Linked DNA regions of Sus scrofa: region 2 is linked to region 1. Evidence: chromatin contacts called from public HiChIP or PLAC-seq data. All regions are on one chromosome and are shown on one strand. Each heading gives the region's core, a stretch centred on a gene start, on an enhancer-like site or on the middle of the called end of the contact. The rest is flanking DNA. Distances are from core to core; before and after follow the strand shown.

What was found. HiChIP or PLAC-seq counts read pairs in DNA pulled down with a chosen protein or histone mark.
Region 2: a contact with region 1 is called in an H3K27ac HiChIP or PLAC-seq map of alveolar macrophages. The contact joins the promoter of SOAT1 here to the promoter of TOR3A in region 1. A contact is called at or near these places in 1 of 5 promoter capture datasets (liver), 3 of 47 Hi-C or Micro-C datasets (embryonic fibroblasts and liver) and 1 of 2 datasets of contacts at active chromatin or transcription factors (alveolar macrophages).

The regions. Positions count from the first base shown.
Region 1 is chr9:120,856,119-120,863,926 of Sscrofa11.1, forward strand. TOR3A (torsin-3A) reads left to right here and starts at 3,716. Exons shown (of 6, transcript XM_003130340.5): 1 at 3,716-4,323; 2 at 5,263-5,376; 3 at 6,392-6,657. The coding sequence starts at 3,831.
Region 2 is chr9:121,040,239-121,048,046 of Sscrofa11.1, forward strand. SOAT1 (sterol O-acyltransferase 1) reads left to right here and starts at 4,973. Exons shown (of 16, transcript XM_021063736.1): 1 at 4,973-5,053.

The sequences.
Region 1 (7,808 bases), core at 2,466-4,965:
ACGTGGTTTTCTCCCATTGGCCTTGCTCAATTACCTGTATCAGTTCTTGTCCAATAGGGTCTTGGGGTGGAAATGTCCCTTAAGTCTCCTGGTTTCTTTGTCCTTTTCTTCCCATAAACTGAGTCACAGGGGGTTAGAGATTAATGTCCATCTGGACGTAGGTACACTCCCTATAGTAAACAAGGCCTGTGGGGATGCTACTCCCTGGAGCCCTTAAGGCTTCATCTGTTTCTCAAACATACCAGAAAGACTGGAGTTGAAGCCTGAAAAGGCAGCTGGAGTAGGGAGGGTGTGTCGTGGGCTCATTTTGTAAAACAGACAAGAATGGTCCTAACCACCGGCTTATTAGCATGGGTGGGTTTTGTAGGTGGACTGCTGTGGAAGTCCCAAGCAATGATAGGATGACGTCACATCCCTCATTAGACACTTGGGCCTGGTGCCCGGTGCCGTCGAGATGATAATGGCTGTCTCTTCCCTCGAAGAGCCATAGTCCTAGCAGAAGAGACTGCTTATGAGGTACCAGATGCTTCAGGCATTGGATAAATTAGAGTGGAAGTGAGGAGCAGGAAAGACTCACCGGAGGTTGAGAGAGGCAGGCAGGACCTACACTGAGGGAAGGGGAGATGGGTCCAGGCTTGACATGGGCTGTGCATAGAACCCACTCCAGGAATGCCAAGCCGGATGCTCAGAAGATACAGGGTCCCCTGGGCCTGTGCTCTCTTTTCAGTACCTGGGTCAGCAGAAATATCCCTGCAGGGCTTTCCTCTGGTTTTCATCAGCTGTGCTGTCTCTGGGGAGGAATTCTCAGTCCACCGTGAAGCTTCAGTTACTCTATTTCAGGGATGTTAAAGGAGCCGCTGGCACATAGACGAGCTGTGAAACATTCATTTGTGTTTTCAGAGTTTGCTTTTTTGTTTGTTTTTGGTCTTTTTAGGGCTGCATTCATGGCATATGGAGGTTCCCAGGCTAGGGATCTAATCAGAGCTACAGCTGCTGGCCTACACCACAGCCACAGCAATGCCAGATCCGAGCCAAATCTGCAACCTACACCACAGCTCATGGCAATGCTGTGAACAATGCCCTGAACAAGGCCAGGGATCGAACCTGCATCCTCATGGATACTAGTCTGGTTCATTAACTGCTGAGGCATGACAGGAACTCCCAGAGTTTGCTTTTTACATGCCAAATTTATTTGGAGATAAAGACTTTTTTTTTTTTACCCAAAAATTGTTTTAAAGGCAGATGAGATTGAACTACACCACAGCTGTGGCAATGCCAGATCCTTAACCCACTGCACCACATGGAAACTTCCCAAAATGCATATTTGATTAAGTTTGGGGCCTAAGTTTCTGTTTTTCTAACAAGCTCCAGGGCAATGCCAAAGCCTCCCGTCCTTGGAGCATTCCTGAGCAGTGCTGAGTTTGCTTGCTAAGGAATCCTAGCTGCCTGTAGTTTTCATAAGAGCCTCTAGGTGTCCCCATCATCCATGAGATCTTGCTCCTAGCGTTACAACCAGGAGCCTCCAAGTGCTGAGAACTGAAATATTAGCAATTTCTTGAAAATAGAGGCTTATCTAAAAACTGGTATTTGTGTTCACTGTTTCTTTGTGGCCCGACTCTGGTGAAAAAAATGTTTATTAGGAAAAATATGTCTTGAGATCAAATCATTTGTCCAAGAACTTCCAAGCTACCTGCTTTATGTACTATGAAATGTTAAATCCAAATCAAAACATCTCAAATATTAGCAGTTAGCCCTACATAAAAGTTACAAGTATATAATTATTTCCACAGTCTTAAAACTTGGATTTTCCTAAAGAAACTAGTGTAAAGACTAGTTGTTTTATCACCATAAGTTAATTCACCGGTACAGTCCACTAGTGTAAATAAAGTCTTCCAAAGCCTCCTGTATAAACCATCCAGAGTCTCCTCCAGGGTGGGGCATATACACTAATAAAGGTTAACCCTTACAGCACCCCTATGAAGTGACTTTTATCTCCATTTTATAGGTGGAGAAACGGAGGCAAATGACAGTTACTTAACACCCAAGGCGACACATAAAAAGTAGTAGGGGCCATTCGGTTACTCACTATACTAGACTGCCATTCATGCTCAAACAACATTTACTGAATGAGTTAATAGTTTCAATTTCCAAATAAGCGTAATTGTGTGTTCCTTGTTAACTGTCCTTTGAAGGGTTTCATGAGTGTCATTGCATATAACACAGCACTGGTGTGGTGGCCTCTGCTCTATGGAAGGTTTGGGTTCAATTCGGCCATTATTCGGAACGGCTAAGACACGATATAAGGTTACTTTTCTTTTTTTTTTTTTTGTCTTTTGTTGTTGTTGTTGTTGCTATTTCTTGGGCCGCTCCCGTGGCATATGGAGGTTCCCAGGCTAGGGGTTGAATCAGAGCTGTAGCCACCGGCCTACGCCAGAGCCACAGCAATGCAGGATCCGAGCCGCGTCTGCAACCTACACCACAGCTCACGGCAACGCCGGATCGTTAACCCACTGAGCAAGGGCAGGAATCGAACCCGCAACCTCATGGTTCCTAGTCGGATTCGTTAACCACTGCACCACGACGGGAACTCCTAATGTTACTTTTCAATTTAACTGTCGGTATTCTCACACAGGTGCTTATCTGCTCTCTATAGCTGTTTGAATGCAAGGCAGGAGCACATTTGGTGAGCTCTTGAGGATGGAGCAGACCTGGCCGGCACTGAGTGTAATCTAAGAGACTGGAGGAGTTCCCATCGTGGCTCAGTGGTTAACGAACCAGACTAGGAATCATGAGGTTGCGGGTTCCTGGCCTCACTCAGTGGGTGAAGGATCTGGCGTTGCGTGAGCTGTGGTGTAGGTCGCAGATGCGGCTCAGATCCTGCGTTGCTGTGGCTCTGGCATAGGCCAGTGGCTACAGCTCCGATTAGACCCCTAGCCTGGGAATCTCCATGTACCACAGGTGCGGCCCTAGAAAAGACAAAAAAAAAAAAAAAAAAAAAAAATACTGGAATGAACATACAAATCAATTTGGCTGTGACATTTGTGAGATGTGATGTGGTGCTAGGAGAGCCCAGCCTCAAGGCCACTGAACCTATGAAATTAGTCAAGTCTCAGGATTTCTAGACAGAAGTTTCTTCCTAGGACAAGGTGGTGCTTAGGCCAGTGGCTTCAGGTGATCTTGAAAAATGCATTAAGCTCTTCAGAAATCTCGCAATCTCCTTACATGTTATGGAGAAGGGAGTCCCTGGAAAAAGGCCCTCAGGTCTTGCCAGTGGTATCTGAGAAGGTGCTCACCCTCATAAGCACTTCAACGCTGCAAACTTAGCCAAGGAAGTGCACCCAGTACTCAGCTAACTTGTTTTTAAAGGGCTATGGTTACACTGACATGAAACCTTGGGAGTTTCCCATGATTCTGGGCGTTTCTAAAACCCAAATACCTCCAGACTGCAGCCCACCAGCTTCCTCTTGCTTTTGGTAGACTCCCAGCTGTAGCAGAAACCCGCTGATCATTTGCTTCTCTCATTTCCCTTTGTAGAGGAGCCAGGCCCAGGGCCGACTTCCCCAGCAACTCAAGCTCCAGGGTGAGATGGTTGCCTAGTTTCTACTAACAGGTTGACCGGAAGATGATCTGCGGCCAAGGAAACAAGGCAAAATGGGTGCCCTAATTTGGTGGGCTTCAGATGGGCCACCAGAGACCCCGAAACCAACGGGTGATTGACAGTGGCCATCTCAAGGCCTGACTTCGACTTCTTCGCAACCACAGTCGTCCAGATAGACTGCTGCCTGGCAGCGAGACCCCGCTGGGTGGCGGAACCCACAGTCGGCCTCTGGATGCCCTCCCGGGCTCCAGTCGGTTTCGGTTCCCGGCGGACGCCAGGTTCGCCCTGGGTCACGTGGGGGCGAGTTCAGCTGCCTGCGGTTCCCAGGGCAACGCCAATCCCCAGCCAATCAGGGCCTCGGAAGTGCCGGCGCCCGCCCGCCAGCCCGGGGCTCCAAAGGGCCGAGAGGGCCGGGCGGCGGAGGGGAGCGGTAGCAGGGCTGGCCATGCTTTGCGGCCGGCGGCATCCGTTCTGCCTCTGGCTCTGGCTCCTGCTGCTTCTACTGCTGCCGCCGCCCCCGGGCGCGCGGGGACACGGCGACCACGCGAGGTCGAGGGACGAGGCGGCAGAGGCGGACTCGGGTCGGGCCTGGAAGGCCTTCCAGCGCTTGCGGGAGCATCTGAGGGCGGCCGGCGCCCTCTCCAGACGCTACTGGGCCCTCTTCAGCTGCCGCCTGTGGCCCGAGGCCTGTGGGAAGGATGAGGAAGCGCCCGCGCGGCCCCTGGGTAAGACTCGCTGGCTCAGGAAGGCGGGGGCGCGCGGGCAGAAGCGCGGGGCACAGTGCTTCGGGGTGCAGTTCGGAGCCTCGCGCCGGCCCTAGGACGCAGGCCGGCGCCTTAGCCTGCGGCGCTGCTGTTCCGGCCAGACTGAGGGCCCGGCAGCATCATTCCAAATTGCTGCTCTTGCCCACCTTCTCCATGGCTTTAAGGAAAGTTCCTGGTTGGAGACACCCTTCAAGTACCTCCCCCTCCTCCTCCTCTGCTGCTTATGGAGCCGGGGCCTGGGTTATGAGTCCGCCGCACCGAGTTCTGATTTCTGTCTCTGACAAATGGTGTGGCAGTGTTGTCACATCACTGTCGTGGACTCGGTGATCTCTGAGGCGCCTTTGCAATCGATGTCGTTAATTCTAGGTCCTGGAATAGGAATGCTGTAATGGTCCCCCTGCTAGAAATATCTTTCATTTAAATTCAAAGCCTTCTAAATTCCAAGTGAATGGTTTTTGTATAGTCTTTTGTTTTAGTCTTTGTGTTTGGTTTTTGTTACTGATGGGTATATTCAAACTGACATTTGATAAAAGTATTGAGACACTTGGGGTTGGCCATAATCAGATGATTCTGGAATCCAAAGCAAGTAGGAAGAAGGATAATCACCAGTTACTGTCTGTCTCCCTGCCGGACCAGCAGGGCCTGGGTTTCTTACATTCTGGACAAAGTGCTTAAGGCTGATTTGTTGGGTAAATTGAGCTTTTGCTGCAGCTAGAGCTGCATCTGTAGTGTAGCAAGGCCATCCACCCACTTCCTCAGAGCTGGAGGCGCCCAGTCTTGCACCCTCCCTGCTGAGGCACTGCTCAGGAGAACAGAAGAGCCTGGTTGGTGGTAGGGAGGCAGTGTTCCCTCTCCTCAACTCTGGGCACCGCCCCTGTCTCACAGCTCCTCCTTTTCCAGGCTGGAGTCTTCCCCTGCTGGGCCAGCAGTACCTGGATATCCTGACCACGTGGTACTGCAGCTTCCAGGACTGCTGTGACAGTGGGGACTGTAGGATCATCAACAACTTCACAGGTAGGACCTTACAGCCCTAAGGGCCAGGAATCTTCAGGGAGGGGAAGCAATTCAGGGAAATGTCAGGGTGAAGGGCGCCCACCTCTTTCTGCCCACAGCTGGCAGCCTCCCTGTCTCCACCATGGCTCCCAGAGGCCATGATCCAAACCCTGCAACCTCACAGCTGAGAGGAAGGAAGGCCTAGCAGAGGGCTTTGTACACACTAGCTGCCTTCAGCAGGTGTTTGCTGGATTGAATTGAAATGGTAAAATGAGGGAGTTACCGTTGTGGCGCAGCGGAAACGAATCCTACTGTGAACCATGAGGTTGCGGATTCGATCCCTTGTCTTGCTCAGTGAGTTAAGGATCAAGCATCGCATGAGCTGTGGTGTAGGTCTCAGATGCAACTCAGATCTGGTGTGGCTGTGACTGTGGCGTAGGTTGGCAGCTACACCTCCAATTAGACCCCTAGCCTGAGAACCTCCATATGCCGCAGGTGTGGCCCTCAGAAAAACAAAAGACCAAAAGAAAAAGAAAATTATAAAATGAGGAGTTCCCGTCGTGGCTCAGCAGTTAACGAATCTGATTAGGAACCATGAGGTTGCGGGTTCAATCCCTGGCCTTGCTCAGTGGGTTAAGGATCTGGCATTGCCCTGAGCTATGGTGTAGGTCGCAGACGTGGCTCAATCCCACGTTGCTGTGGTGCTGGCATAGGCCAGTGGCTACAGCTCGGATCGGACCCCTAGCCTGGGAACCTCCATATGCCGCAGGTGCGGCCCTAAAAAGACAAAAAGGGGCGGAGCAGTGATTCCATTCTCTCCCTTATGTCAGTCTTGATTTCTCAAACTCTTTAGCAAATAGCCCTGAATCTCTTCCATTGCAAGGTCTGCCTGGTGGCTTCTTGTATGGAGGCCACCAAACAGGATGGCTTTCACCTCAGAGATAGATGTTCACTGCTCCGTCTCTTGGCCATCGCGGAGCCTGGAGGGGACAGTGCCTGTGGGCCCTTCTCACAATGGCCTCGTTCCCACCCCTAGGCCTAGAGGCCGACCTGCGCGTGCGACTGCACGGTCAGCACCTGGCCCGGGAGCTGGTCTTGGCGGCAGTAAGGGGCTACCTAGAGCTGCCCCAGCCAGACAAGGCCCTGGCTCTGTCGTTCCATGGCTCGTCTGGCACAGGCAAGAACTTCATGGCTCGGCTGCTGGCGGAGAACCTGTTCCGGGATGGGCTGAGGAGCAACTGCGTCCAGGTGTTCATAGCCACGCTGCACTTCCCTCACCCCAAGTATGTGGACCAGTACAAGGTGAGGCCGGCTGCCTGGGCTGGGCCTCACACAGGCTTGTGCAGCCCCGGGCCCAGGCCTCTGGGCAGGAAGGCGGCCCAGGCCAGCCGTGGGTGTGGGGAGGAGGAGGGACCTGTAACCCGCAGAGGCATCCGCGACACCCAGATGAGGCCATGGACGTGTGGAGGAAAGCACAGGTCCCAAACTGCCGGGCTGTGTCCTTGCCGGCTGCACAGGGGGGGCCAGACACAAGCTGGACCAGAGGATCCGTGTGTTCATTTTTCTTTTTTTTTTAATCTATATATAATGATTCTTATTTTTTTCCATTATAGCTGGTTTACAGTGTTCTGTCAATTCTCTGCCGTACAGCAGGTGACCCAGTCACACATACATGTATAGATTCTTTTTTCTCCCATTATCCGGCTCCGTCATAGGGGACTAGACATAGTTCCCAGGATCTCATTGCTAATCTGTTCCAAAGGCAATAGTCTGCATCCATCAACCCCAGATTCCCAGTCCACGCTCTTCTGGGTTTCGTTCAATCAGACATGTAGCCAGACGATGACCAAGCCCCACTGCAGCATGACAGAGGTGACAGAGTCTGTCTTTGGCCTTCCGCTCCAATATTTGGAGTGTGTTAACTTGGGAAGATTATGTAAGCCTTTGAGGGCAGACTGCCCGAGTCACCTGGCAGTTCTGGTGTGGCCTTGGAGGTCAGGGGCAGCCAAATGCTCCTAAGGGCAGGCAGCTGGTCAGACAGGCCTCCTCCGAGAGAACAGCCTGGCTTTGCAGTAAAGCTGCTGTGAAGCTCAGCTTCCCCACTCGGAAGACCGACATGTACACACTCTCCCACCCTCCGCACATCCTCTCACACACACTCAGGGGGCAGGGGCTGAGGTCAGAATCCAGGTGGCAGGAGCTGGCTCTGATCTCTGGGGGAACCCTGCCAAGCAGCCTCTTTTCAGTCGAGGGCTTACTGTCCTGCCTGGGATGGGGAACTCCAGTTTGGCATTAGCTGGGTCCCAGACAAGTCCTCCCCAGCCTAGCCTGGCGCCCATGGGTGTTCTCCTCCTGGGAATTCAAGACGGGACTGGCCGCCTCCGGGCACTCCGGCCTGTCTCTGCTTGTCACCCCGTGTGAGAGCCTGACTCTTGCCCCTGGGGAGGGTGAAT
Region 2 (7,808 bases), core at 3,723-6,222, 190 kb after region 1:
TTTTAAAACTTGGGAGTTTTCTTCTGGCACAGCGGGTTAAAGATCCAATGTTGTCACTGCAGTGGTTTGGGCCACTGCTGTGGCGTGGGTTTGATCCCTAGACTTCGAACTTCTACTTGCCATGGGTTCCCGTCCCCCCACCCCAAAAAAAACAACTTGATTTGGTTCTTGTTCACTTTTCCTTTCTGCCCCCCTGCAGACCCCAGTGCCTTCTTGTGACAGACCTCAGTCCCCAGGTGCTGGCCATTGTTATTTTCCTTCCCCACATCAAAATTTAGCCACATCCCTAGGTGGTAGAACATTAGATGGCTTTTATCTTTGTGCTTTTTTGGATTTGATGATTTTCTGCAATAAGCCTACATTATTGACATAACTAGCAAAAAAAAAAAAAAAACAAAACAGTACAGCTGTTTTATTGTAAAACTGCACAAAATTTGATTGCTTCTTGTTCAGTTACTTTATGTCTCAGTGGAGGTGGACTAGTCCAGCTTAAATATTAACCTGAGTAAAGCTTACTCTTCCTTCTTCTCCAGGATGCATTTTCTTTCTTTCTTTCTTTTTTTTTCCTTTTTCTTTTCTGGACACACCCAAGGCATACAGAAGTTCCTGGGCCAGGGGTCGATTCCAAGCCCCAGCTGCAACCTACACCACAGCTGCAGCATGCTGGATTCTTAACCTACAGTGCCAGGGATCAAATCAGAGTCACGCAATGTGGGATCTTTAACCCCCTGGGCCACAATAGGAACTCCAAGGATGCATTTTCTTTCTTTTTCCTTTTTTTTTTTTTTTTTTTTGCTTTTTAGGGCTGCACCCTGTGGCGTATGGAAGTTCCCAGGCTAGGAGTCGAATCAGAGCTACAGCTGCTGGCCTATGCCACAGACACAGCAGTGCCAGATCCAAGCCTTATCTGCGACCTACACCACAGCTCATGGCAATGCTGGATGCTTAACCCACTGAGCGAGGCCAGAGATCGCACCCGAATCCTTCTGGATCCTAGTCGGTTCATTAACCCCTGAGCCATGAAGGGAACTCCAAGGTTGCATTTTCTTACTGCAGTCAGCACTAACTCCAGCCCCCCAGCCTAAGCTGGAATTCATGAACACATCCTGGACCACCACTTCCAAACACTCTAATTATGTCAACTATTTCTTTAAATATCTCTCAAATATGTCCCAACCTTCCATCCCACTTGCTACTGTCTTCTTCGTTTAGGCAGGTATCATCTCTCACCTGTATTGCTGTAATACCCTTCTAATTGGTCTCTCCACCTCCAGACGCACTTCGTCTAGTTCCATGTCCTAAATCCTGTTCCCTACTTAACTTCCTTCACTGGCTCCCCACTGTCTATAGGAGGCTGCCTCAGAATGTCTCAGCATGGTCTCCAGATTTCTTTCTTTCTTTCTTTCTTTTTTTTTTTTTTTTTTGTCTTTTTGCCTTTTCTAGGACTGCTCCTGCACCATATGGAGGTTCCCAGGCTAGGGGTCTAATCGGAGCTGTAGCCACCAGCCTGTGCCACAGCCACAACAATGCGGGATCCAAGCTGCGTCTGCAACCTACACCACAGCTCATGGCAACGCCAGATCCTTAACCCATTGAGCAAGGCCAGGGACCAAACCCGCAACCTCATGGTTCCTAGTCGGATTCGTTAACCACTGAGCCACAACGGGAACTCCATCTCCAGATTTCTTAAACCCTGAAACCAACTTTGTCACTTGCCACTTCTCGGTTAGTAGCACACACTTCAACCATGTTCAGCTACCTTCCTGTATCCCAGATGGCCCCGGCTCCCTCTTGTTTTATTGGTCCTTGACCTTGTTTTTCTTTTACTTGGAATGTCCCTCCTCCAACTAAACGCCTTGCCTGCCAACTAAATGCTTCTTCCTACTGGTTCAGAAAGCTGCAGTCAGGCTTCCTCCATTCAATCTTCCTTCAAGAGTAGAAGAATGTGATAATTATTCCATCTGCTCCCACTGTATCCAGAAGATAACAATGTCAACAATAGCATAGAAACGTGTGAAATAACTGTTAATCATTATCGAGCACTGTACTTAGAGCTTTGCGGGTATTAACTCATGTCATCCTTACATTGCCTCTGTAAGGCAGGCACTTTTATTACATTTTTTACTATGATACTTGTCCTATTGTCTTGAAATGGCTTAGTTATTATCAATCTCCCCCGCAGACAGTGGTTCTTATTCATCAGCATAACCCCTAGCAACTAATCTAAGTTCTGTAACACAGCTTTTGGAATGTAATGAAGTCAGCGTTCGCATTTATTTATTTATTTATTTTTGTCTTTTTGCCATTTCTTGGGCCGCTCCTTTGGCATATGGAGGTTCCCAGGCTAGGGGTCTAACTGGAGCTGTAGCCACCGGCCTACACCACAGCCACAGCAACTCGGGGATCCGAGCCACGTCTGCAACCTACACCACAGCTCACAGCAGCGCTGGATCCCTAACCCACTGAGCAAGGTCAGGGATCGAACCCGCAACCTCATGGTTCCTAGTCGGATTCGTTAACCACTGAGCCATGATGGGAACTCCGAAATCAACATTTGTATTTAATCCAGCCTTGACCTCAAGGATTGAGTGATATGAGATTCTGACCAGTAGTGGGAGAGGCTCGGAGTTTGGGCGGAGGCTTTCAGGGTCCCTCCAGTCATATTAAATGGTCTTCCCCCTTCAGCTAGATGACATTGCCATCCTCCTGCTTTGCTTAAACAAGCCAACTGGGAGTCACCTTGTTCCTTTCTTCACACATGAACCTCAGGAAAATATTCCGAGATGACCCAACTTCTTTTTTTCCTCTATCAACCACCCTAATCCAATTACCTTCGCATATCCCATGGACTGGTCCAATAGCGCCTGACTGGAGCTCTGGCTGCTTTCTGTTCTCGTTCAGCCCCCCTCCAAGTCATTCTCTAGAAAATAGGTTGACTTAAAAATAAGACTTGAAATCATTTAGCAACCAGAAAATCCAAACAATATGATTAGGCTTCTGCTTAACTGGCCAACCTCAATCTCATACTCTCCACAAAAGCCTTCTGTTCCTCAAAAAAGCCAAAGCTGTTCAGCATCAGCACTTTCACACCCCTGTCCTCTGTCTAGAATCGCTTTCTCCTTCCCATAATTGGCGTAGCTGGCTCCTTCTCCTCATTAAGTCTTTGTTCAGATCTTCTTTTCAAAAAGTCCTTTCTTTTGTTTTCTTCCATCACTTAACACTATTATCAATTATTTTATCAACTTTTTTTTTTTTTTCAATTTTAGCCACACCTGAAGCATATGGGAACTCCCCAGACAGGGATCAAATCCACAACTGCAGCTGCAACCTATGCCACAGCAGTGGCAATGCCTGATCCTTAACACACTGTGCCACGTCGGGAACTCCAAAACACAATTTTTTTTTTTTTTTTTTTGCTTTGTAGGGCTACATCCACAGCATACGGAGGTTCCCAGGCTAGGGGTTGAATCAGAGCTACAGCTGCCAGGTTACACCACAGCCACAGCAACGCCAGATCCAAGCAACATCTGTGACCTACACCACGGCTCATGGCAACACTGTGTCCTTAACCCACTGAGGAGGCCAGGATGGAACCCACAACCTCATGATTCTTAGTTGGATTCATTTCTGCTGCACCACGACAGGAACTCCTCACAATGTTTTGTTTTGTTTTTTTTTTTTTTGAATGAATGAATGAATAAATTGAACAAAAGAAAAGACAGGAATCTTCTTGGCACACATGTATATAGTGGCCATCAGTCTCAAAGAAATGAGTCCCTGTGTTCCTACTGCTCTTAAACTGGTGGGGAGAGTGAAGGACAAAAGCCATTGGAATTTGCCAGATCCTATTATCATCCAGTTGGCAGAATTAGCAATCATGACTGTAGACATATATAAACTGGATGGGTCGGCCCAGCCTACACTGATTCAATGCTGAGGCCCATTCTGCTTTGGGATGAACAGTGCTGGCCACTCTGGGTGTCCAGGGGAATTTATGCAAATCTTCCCCTTGTTTTTGTTTGTCTTTTCAGGGCCACCCCTGCAGTATATGGAGATTCGCAGGCTAGGGGTCAAATCAACTGTAGCCTCTAGCCTACACCACCACTCACGGCAATGACAGATCCTTAACCCACTGATCAACACCAAGGATCAAACCTGCATCCTCATGGATGCTCATCAGATTTGTTTCCACTGAGCCAGGGATGGGAACTCCTACAAATCTTCCGTGTAAAATGTGCAGAGTGTAGTCAGTACAGGGAAACTTGATCCATTTGTGCAGGGCAGTCTGATGGGGTCCTGGGAGCCATCTCATACAGTTTGCTGTAGGGCTGGACTGATAAGGCAGGATAGGGTAGCTTGCTGGCTGTGAGTGTGGCGCTCCAGTCTCTGCTGCCCTCATCACCCCCTTTTTACCTATCTTTAGTTTCACCCACACCTTTGCCTTCATAAAATCTAAGGGACCTAAACAGATACAGTCTAACTATTGCTTCTAATCTATGTCCCAAATCTCTCGGCAACATAGTTTTTCTTTGATTATGAAGTCCCCTTTTAATTTATAATTGGCCCATTTCTCTTATCTTACTGTCTCTTTATCTAATTTGCTGAAGGACACAGTTAAGAACAGTATACAAAGCATTAAAGCATTCCATGACTAGCCTCTGGCTAGTGCGCCTAGGTGTCCTGGGAGGTCAGCGCAAACTACAACGATCTACATACGGTCTCAAGAAGGGCACCGAGCTCGCCAATCCTGCGCAACCATGCAGGGTGCATTTTCGGACCTACAGCTTCTAATCTCCGTCGCATTTCTGCTACACATTGGATTGCAGGGGCAGAAATGGAAAAAAAGGCTGCTGCGGCCGGCGTCACGTTCTGTTGGCCCCAAGTGCCTCTTGCAGGGGACCCCTTGAACCCGCGAGCCGAGGAAGGGGCGGGGCGCCCGTGGGCGGTGGGCGGAGCCTGGCGGCCGCCCGGACCACCAATAAAATCCTGAGCCGGCGAGGGCCGTGCGCGTTACGCTGCGTAGCGGGCTGCGAGGCTGGGGGCGGAGGGGCTGGTGAGTTGGACGCTTATTCTTGGTCTGCGGTTGGTTGCGTTGCCGGCCTGGGGCAGCCGGAGTTCGGCTGCGAACTGACCTTCCTGCAACCCACGCTGTGACGGTTTCCCGGCTTTGCTCTCCTTGCTCAGGTCCCTGTTGTCGGGCTCCGGCCCCAGGTAATGCTCATGCTCCCCGGCTCCCTCCTCACTTCCCGCCTCGGTCCACCCACTTCTGCCAGAGAGGAAGGGGACAGAAGTGGTGGCTGCAACTCTGGCCGGGCCGGCCTGGCCTTGTCCCGGGCTCAGGGGCGGGGGAGCCGGGGGAGCGGGAGACTGCTCGAGTCCTGGGCAGTTTGGGGGATGGGACAGGCGGGAAAGTTAGCTTCGGGAGCCGGGTTTGTTTGGTGTCCCCCCCGTCTTGTGGCATCTCTCAAGGCAGTAGTAAAGAAAGTTATGAATTAGAACACATTTTATTCCTTAAAAAAACGAAACCAAAAACGCCCTGAGGAAGTCAGCTTTTGATTGATTTTAGGAAAAACGTGTGTTGATGGTACTTCAGGACATCCGAAATCTGGGTACCAAAATCTTAATCAAGCTCATATTTTATCTTAGTAAATATTAGTAAATATCCTTAGTATTAGGATGTAATTAAGTTTCTGTAGTTTTTAAATGTTAATAGCCGTGCAGTTTAAATGATATATGTGTTTAGATGTTATTTGTAAGCGAGAAACAGCTGTAAACTATGCTCTCCATGTTTATATATAAAGTTTATTATCACTTAATATTTAAGGGGCTGCTATCTGTTTAGACTACTTTTCTTCAGAGTGCTTGCCTTTCCCTTGAGTAGAAATCAACTTGAAGCATTCGTCTTTTTTCCCTTGCTTCAAGTTGAGCGGTATCAATGGATGAATGAATGGCTACGGAAGTTGTGTGCTGTCTGGGCATGAAAATGGATTTTAGAAGGAGCTCTGATGCATTCAAGAGTCACCATTTAAAAATGAACGTTTCTCATTGCATGATGTGCTGAGAACTCTTCGAAGACTTCACCTTCTTAGGATAAAGATCAAAACGCTGCTGCCATGCTTGTCTTCAGTTCAGTTTGGGTTGCTATTTTCCTGGTTCTCTAGGGTCACTGGTTTTATTTTTATTTTAAGAAAGCTTCTTTCTCTTTACTATTTTCTGGTTTTTAAAGGTTTCCTCCATCTTTAATTCACTCTTCTCTCCTTCTCATACCTTTTTCCTCAGTATCAACCCAAACAAATGTCACTTCTTCAGTAAATGGATACTCTGCCTGTTCATCTCTCCTAGCACTTATTTTCTTTAGCTGCATTAATTGTAATGGGCTCCATTAGTTACTTAGATGCTTCCTTTTCTCTAATGGCATGTAAATTTCATGAAGGCTGGGCTAGTCCTAATTTAGGTCTTCATTCTCAACGCCTCAACCAGCACCTGGCACAATGAAAGGATGAATGAGTTGGAGGACAGTGGAGGGGAATTTTGAATGGAAAATGTTAATTGGGGAAGGTTCCTGTTTCCTTTGGGAACGAAATGGAAAATAGTTTTTAACAAAGGCGGTTAACAAAATTTACTTTTGGAATTTATCCTCTAGGAGAAATGATTATACGGGCCATACAAATGCACGTAAGAATTTGTCTGGTTTCCTTGGGTTTGCTAATTGACATATTGACCTAGTTCTTCTTGATATGTAAATATTGTAGGTTGTACTAGACCAAATTGTTGTTTGGAAGCCAGAGGGATAAGTTTGTTTTGGATTGTTGTCTTTATCTGCTAATTATCCTCTCTTCCCCCCCCCCCCCCCCCCCCCCAACATAGCAAGAAGGCTTTAATAGTAGGTATATGGCAGGCTGAAGTGGACACTTCTTTCTAACATCATTCACTTCAGTGGTTCAATCCAGTTATTTTCATTTTGCTTCTTTTCCTTCTTTTTTTTTTTTTTTTTTTTTTTTTTTGTCTTTTGTCTTTTGAGGGCCCCACCTTTGGCATATGGAGGTTCCCAGGCTAGGGGTCTAATCTGAGCTGGCCTACGCCACAGCCACAGCCACAGCCATGCAGGATCCGAGCTGCATCTGGAACCTACACCACAGCTCACGGCAACGCCGGATCCTTAACCCACTGAGCAAGGCCAAGGATCAAACCTGCAACCTCATGGTTCCGAGTCAGATTCATTTCCACTGCACCACCATAGGAACTCCAGTCATTTTGCTTTCTTAAGGCAAGTTAGATACCACCACACTGAATATTCTGAAACCAGTGAACTGACTGGATTCTTAAGAAATGATTGTTCAGGAGTTCCTGTCATGGCGCAGTGGTTAACGAATCCGACTAGGAACCATGAGGTTGCAGGTTCGATCCCTGGCCTTGCTCCATGGGTTAAGGATCTGGTGTTGCTGTGAGCTGTGGTGTAGGTCGAAGACTTGGGTCAGATTCCGCGTTGCTGTGGCTCTGGCGTTGGCCAGCAGCTACAGCTCTGATTAGACCCCTGGTCTGGGAACCTCATATGCCGTGGGAGCGGCCCAAGAAATGGCAAAAAAAAAAAAAAATGATTGTTTGGTGTGTGTACAGTTCCCCCCCACCCATACCTGCGACATGCAGAAGTTCCCAGACCAGGGATCAAACCCTAGCCATGACATTGACCCAGCAGTGACAACACCAGATTCTTAAGCCCCTGAGCCAAAGGGGATAGCTTTTTTTTTTTTTTTTTTTTTTTTTGGCATTTAGGGCCACACCTGAGGCATATGGCTAGGGATCAAATC